2 separate regions of the Hordeum vulgare genome follow, and region 2 is linked to region 1. A link is a contact called in public Hi-C data. All regions are on one chromosome and are shown on one strand. Each heading gives the region's core, a stretch centred on a gene start, on an enhancer-like site or on the middle of the called end of the contact. The rest is flanking DNA. Distances are from core to core; before and after follow the strand shown.

Region 1 (2,789 bases), core at 165-2,664:
TTTGATAACTGCCTGTCATAGTTAGCAGGTACTACCAGATAAAAAAAAAAGCTGATAGCTACAAATTTGTACCCATGGAGGGGAACAGACACCAACAATTGAGGGCAAACAGCAATCCACCAAGTACAGAGGACAACATCAATCCACCATCAACAGAGGACAACATCAATTCTTCGGTGAAGAAAGAAGAGGAAATTATGATTGGAGGAAAAAGAAGATAGGAAACTCACTTGCATTGCAAATCATCTGTGTCGGAGTTATGATCCGCGGCACCGGATCCACTGATGCTTCTATCCCTTTCGTGAGCGAGATGATCACAGGGGCATTAACCCTCTCCTTCCAGTACCTCCCAATCTCCCCAAACACGCCCCTCGTCTCCGTGGAGGGCAGGCCGTTGATGACAATGTCAGCGTTCCAGACGGCCTCCTGCAGGTTGGTGACGACCTTGAGCGGGCAGAGCGGGGTGTCGATCATGTTGAGGCAGAAGCCGTCCCTGAGTATCTCGTCGGCGTAGAGCGTGCGGTCCCCGAGGCGGCCCTCGACGTACTTGAGGTAGGCGCATCGGCGGATCAGGCGGCGCAGGACGTCCTCGCGCGCGTTGATGACGTTGAAGAGGTGCTCGGCGGTGGCGCGGTCGACGGCGCGGCCGGGGCGGCGCCAGATGCGGAGCTGCACCTTGTCGCGGAGGTGGCCGTAGGCGTCCTGCAGGAGCGCGCAGAAGACGCTGCCCCAGGCCCCGGCCCCGACGCCGACGATCCGGAGCGGGTCCCCGTCGGCCTTCCCCATCAACCGCCGCAGCTCGTCCACCTTGTCCTCCACGGCCCCATTGGCGTGCCCGTTGGACGCGTGCGTCCCGTCCTCGGCTCCGCCCATTGCTTCCTCGGCTCCTCCTCTGCGCGCCGCTTCTCCTCGCAAGCAAAACCAAGCCCAGCCGAGAAGGCCACTACATAACCTGTCTGACTCGTTCGGTTGTTCCAAGGATGGGCAGGCAGGTTATAACTAACCGGGAGGAAGAAGACGAGAAAAGGACGCAATTTGCGTGGGTCTGGCCGCCGAATTGCGACGGGGGTGACGCGGACTGTCTGCCGGAGAGACCGAGGCGGGCCGCGGCTCGCCTGCCCGAGCGGTCGCCGGTTGGTGGCGCGGTTTCGCTCGCCGGTCGGGCGATCCTCGCGTCGAAAGCGGAGTGGTGGGGGATTTCTTTTCTGGGATCCGCCGCGTCACGGCGGAGCGGGAGGTGGCAGGTGGGTGAGCGGAGGCGGGGCGCGGTAAGAAAAGGACGGGGACGGGGTAGGCGAGGCGGATTCGAGGATCCGGAGGTCGCACGGACGGTGACGGACTGATGATGGTGGGTTGGTGATGGTGTCGGATTTGGGTAGTTTGCCATGGCGGACCTGGCGCCGTGCCCTGCCCTCGCACCGGCGCCAGATCCCCCACTGCTGTGCTCGGGGGCGCGTCCACCGGTGCGTGTGTTGCGTCGGGCGTGTGGCGGCCACGTCCAGTCAAAGAACGCACGGTAATTTTGATTGTAAACTTCTACTGGACCGATGATATTATTCCAGATACTCTGTATTTTGGATTATAAACTTGATGAAAAACACATATAATTTGTATAATATCGTTATTGTATTGATCAGAACATCACGTTTTGTGTCCCAAAGGGTTCAAGTAAATACCATCGCTTCGCAATAACAATTTAGGAAGAGAAATAATTATGTACCAAGTGAAAAGAGAGTTGCTAGTTTTTCTAAGAACCTTAGCGTAGAGGCCTGCTAAAAAGGCTGTGAAGCAATCAAAAGAAGAGTAATTCAATTCTGCTCCGGGGCTCGTGTGCTCCTAGTCAAAAACAAATTAAAAATAAATACTAGAAATCTTTTAAAAATTTAAAAAAAAAATGTGTGGTAGATAATTTAATGTATGAGGTTCGCTCCAAATTTCATATTATTTAGACATCTCAGCAGCTCTTGGCAAAAAAGACAAATCGGGTCAGAAAAGTTCGTGAACCCAGATTTGTTTTTTTTGCTGAGAGCACCTCAAATGCCCAAATGAGTTCAAATTTGAAGCGGACCTCATGCATCAAATTATCTACCACACAAAAACAATTTGAAAATTTTTAGATTTGTTTAGTATTTGTTTTGAAATTTTTTTCATCGGAGCGGGTGCAGATGGGCTGAGGAGCCAAAACGCCTCTTCCACAAAAGAAGGCTTAATCTTGGGAGTTCCTCTCGTGCGCGACAAGGTTCCGGCTGCGGGCATCGACATCAAGAACAATTCCAAGGCCACGGACGTCTTCAGGGTGGCCAAGGCGGTGGATGGGCTCACGGTTTCTGACAAGGGAGCTGGTGCCCCCGCCTTGACGACCGCTGCGGCGACGAAGACGACTGCCCAACCCATCCTCCTAGGGTCGGGACCAGGGGAGTCTTATGATTATTCGGTTCGGACGCGTGTCTCATTAGGAGGACCGGGCGATCGCGTCGGTCGCTACTGCCAGCCTAGGCCAGGAGGGCCTGGGTTTGGCGCCTATGGAGGAGTCCAGGCAGGCGCACGGTCAGGTGGACCTGAAGCGTGTAGGGGTGTTTCCTCCCTCGCATACTACTGATGATGTTTTTTCGTCCGAGGAACTCAAGGTTGGGCAGGTTTCTCACAAGAGGGGGGCAGTCACTGGCGAGCCACAACCTTGTGGCCAAGGCTGAGTGCCCCCCCCCCCGCGCCAATTTAATAACACATTCCTGCACTTTACAAATTGTGTGAATCGAGAAGACATGTGCAACATAAAAGTCCCACCACAG
Region 2 (2,789 bases), core at 169-2,668, 130 kb after region 1:
TGCCAATTCCACAATTGCCTTTATGCATATAATGTTGAGATAACTAGTACTCCCTCCGTCCCAAAATAAGTGACTCAACTTTGTACTAACTTTAAAATAAGTGACTCAACTTTGTACTAACTTCTAAAGTTAGTACAAAGTTGAGTCACTTATTTTGGGACGGAGGGAGTAATACACAACTAAATTTTAAGAAGAACAGGAATGCAGCTGAGCTGAACTTCTCAAGGATTTTATGTTAATGACAGTTTTTGCTTGCAAAATACTCCCTCGGTCCCAAAATAAGTTTCTCAACTTTGTACTAACTTTGTATTAAAGTTAGTACGAAGTTGAGAGACTTATTTTGGGATGGAGGGAGCAACACTTAAGCCAACTTCATCCAGGAATAACTCTATTTGCAACACAAACACGTAGTTTAATGCTTTCCCATCCACTCAACAAGAATTCTTTGACTCATTTCATTTCAGCAACCATACATCAGTTCAGTCTCAGTTACATAGTTCTAACCTAGGATTACCAGAGTGCTACTATCAATTGCCATGATCCAGAGCATTGGACATTTCTATTCAGGAAGAAACTGCACGAAGCAAAACTCAAGAGACTTGGTGAATTTACGAATTAGCTAGACCCCTTACGAATTAGCAGAATCAATTTCTTCTAGTCATTGATTTCCCAATAATATTCTCTTAAATAAAACCAGAGGGTTACGAATTAGAACCCTAGATTTTCGACTCGCAATCTAGTTATTTCAACACAAAACTGAAGGGAGCAAAAAGGATCTCTTCACGTACTCTGGGCAGCTATCTAGCAGGATCTCGACGGAGTCGTCGAGCGGCTTGCCCTGCTTCCTCTCCTCCTCCTCCTCCATCTCCTTGAGCCAGAGGATGGCGTGCACGCGCTGCCGCATGACGCGGAAGTCCTTGGCGAGCCGCTCCACGGTGTACGTGGCGGGGTCCTCCTTGTGCAGCCGGTACATCTCCTGCTTCTCCGAGTCCTTGAGGTAGGAGCCCCGGGATCCGGGCTCCCGCACCTGCTTCAGCAGCTCGCACGTCTCCTGAAACCGCTTGTCCCACGAGTCCACGAACTCCTTCCCTTCCTTGTTGTCGCGATCCACGGAGCGCAGGATCTCTTCCTCCTCGTCCATGGCGCGTACGGCCGCCAGCTCCTTGGAGACGGGGGCGGACGGGGAGGGGCGGCCGACGGCGGAGGCGGACCCGTCGAAGTGGTCCTTGGTGATGCCGGTGGACCAGGAGGAGCCCCATTCGTCCCCGCCCCCCTCGCCCCCCGGAGATGTGCAGAGGGAGCGGAGGAATGAGGAGATCCTGGAGGCGGCGGTGGCCGGCGGCGCGGGGAGGCGGCCGTGGAGCAGGGTTTTGCGGAGGGCGAACATTTTTCGGCTGCGCTCTTGTGATTGGGCTGTCGCACTCACTTACTTGGTTTCAATGGAGGAGATGTTGTTGGGGTGGGTGCCGCAGGGGCAGGCCTGGGCTAAGTTTCCAGGCCCATCTAAAGTTAACTTAACCCAGTGGACTTTTACGCGTTAAGTGGTAACCCTCATGATATGTTTGTTGTAACCCCTGTAAATATTTCCATAGATGAATGAAGCCTGCCTTTTTTGCTCAAAAGAAAAACAAAAACGCCATCACGACGTGTAGCTCGCTGGGTGCACCCTCCGTGTTTTGGGGTTCTTGCACGTTTTTGCCTTCTTGTTTATTTGTTTATTTCATCTTTTCGGCTATTGCTTGATTTTTCTAGGTTTAGGTGAAAAGTAAGTTTTTGTGTGTTTTTTGAGAAACAGTGTTTTTTTGCGAGAAGCACAACTGTGCTTTCTAAAAGTGAAAACATAATTGTGTTTTTGCAAGAAACATAATATGTGCTAAAGCAAAATTATGTTTTTTGAAAAGGGGAAACCATAGCTTGTACTTCCCGAAAATAAGAAAAGCCACAACATGTGCTTCCCGAGAAGGGAAAAACATAGTGTCGGTGTAAAAACCGTCACATCTCGGGTATGGGGTCCCGAACCGTGGACCTTAGATCGATGGGTTGCATGAAAGAGGGGGGAGAGTGTTTATCCAGGTTCGGGCCCTCTTGAGGAGGTACAACCCTACGTCCCGCTTGATTATATTGATGTGAATGATGATTACAGAGTCTACCTCAAGATCGTGTATACTAAGCCGTAGGTGAATCAACCTGTGTACACGAACGAGGACCCCCCGGTTTATATAATCAAAGTGGGATCTAGGGTTACACACAACTGACCTAGTCTACTTTACTTGGACGTCACGCCGGTCTTCGATGCTTTCCTCCTTGAGTACGAGATGAGTGCACATCCCAACCTCCAATAGGTGCGGCCTATCAAGCCGACCTCTTCATAGTAAGCCGACTACATGAGGACCCCTTAATCCCGGACTCCCTCAGTATCCCCCGAACTAGCCTTCAACGGTGATGTGAAGGGTCTTCGGATGAACACGCCCAAAGTGTTTGGCTTGTAAGGCGAGTTCATTTGCTTCCTCCGAGCAAGAAATGATGATTTCGTCCTCGGTTGACTCACGATTACCGAAGCATCGCGGGGCCCACAACTTTCAACTCTACACAAATATTAATAATAATTCTCAATTCTCACATGCCTTCGTAGAGGCAAGCTTATTTCGCAATCCCTCATGGAACCGTTCCCTATAACAAGAGGGGGTGACGTCCTTTATAAACAGATCAAAATCTGACTTGAGGCTCCATTGCCTCCCAGCCTTGTCAAGAAACCCTATAGCTCTTAACACCTCCAGAGTGATGGCAGG

Evidence for each region. A called contact is a pair of places that touch in the nucleus more often than the background predicts.
Region 2: a Hi-C map of leaf shows a contact between it and region 1, with 2.9 times the contacts expected there. The contact joins the promoter of LOC123444624 here to the promoter of LOC123444623 in region 1. A contact is called at or near these places in 1 of 6 Hi-C or Micro-C datasets (leaf) and 1 of 1 datasets of contacts at active chromatin or transcription factors (embryo).

Annotation. Positions count from the first base shown.
Region 1 is chr3H:518,558,706-518,561,494 of MorexV3_pseudomolecules_assembly, forward strand. It overlaps LOC123444623 (probable glycerol-3-phosphate dehydrogenase [NAD(+)] 2, cytosolic), which reads right to left and starts at 1,415. Exons shown (of 6, transcript XM_045121409.1): 1 at 1,005-1,415; 2 at 231-902. The coding sequence starts at 873.
Region 2 is chr3H:518,693,523-518,696,311 of MorexV3_pseudomolecules_assembly, forward strand. LOC123444624 (protein GAMETE CELL DEFECTIVE 1, mitochondrial) reads right to left here and starts at 1,419. Exons shown (of 3, transcript XM_045121410.1): 1 at 789-1,419. The coding sequence starts at 1,387.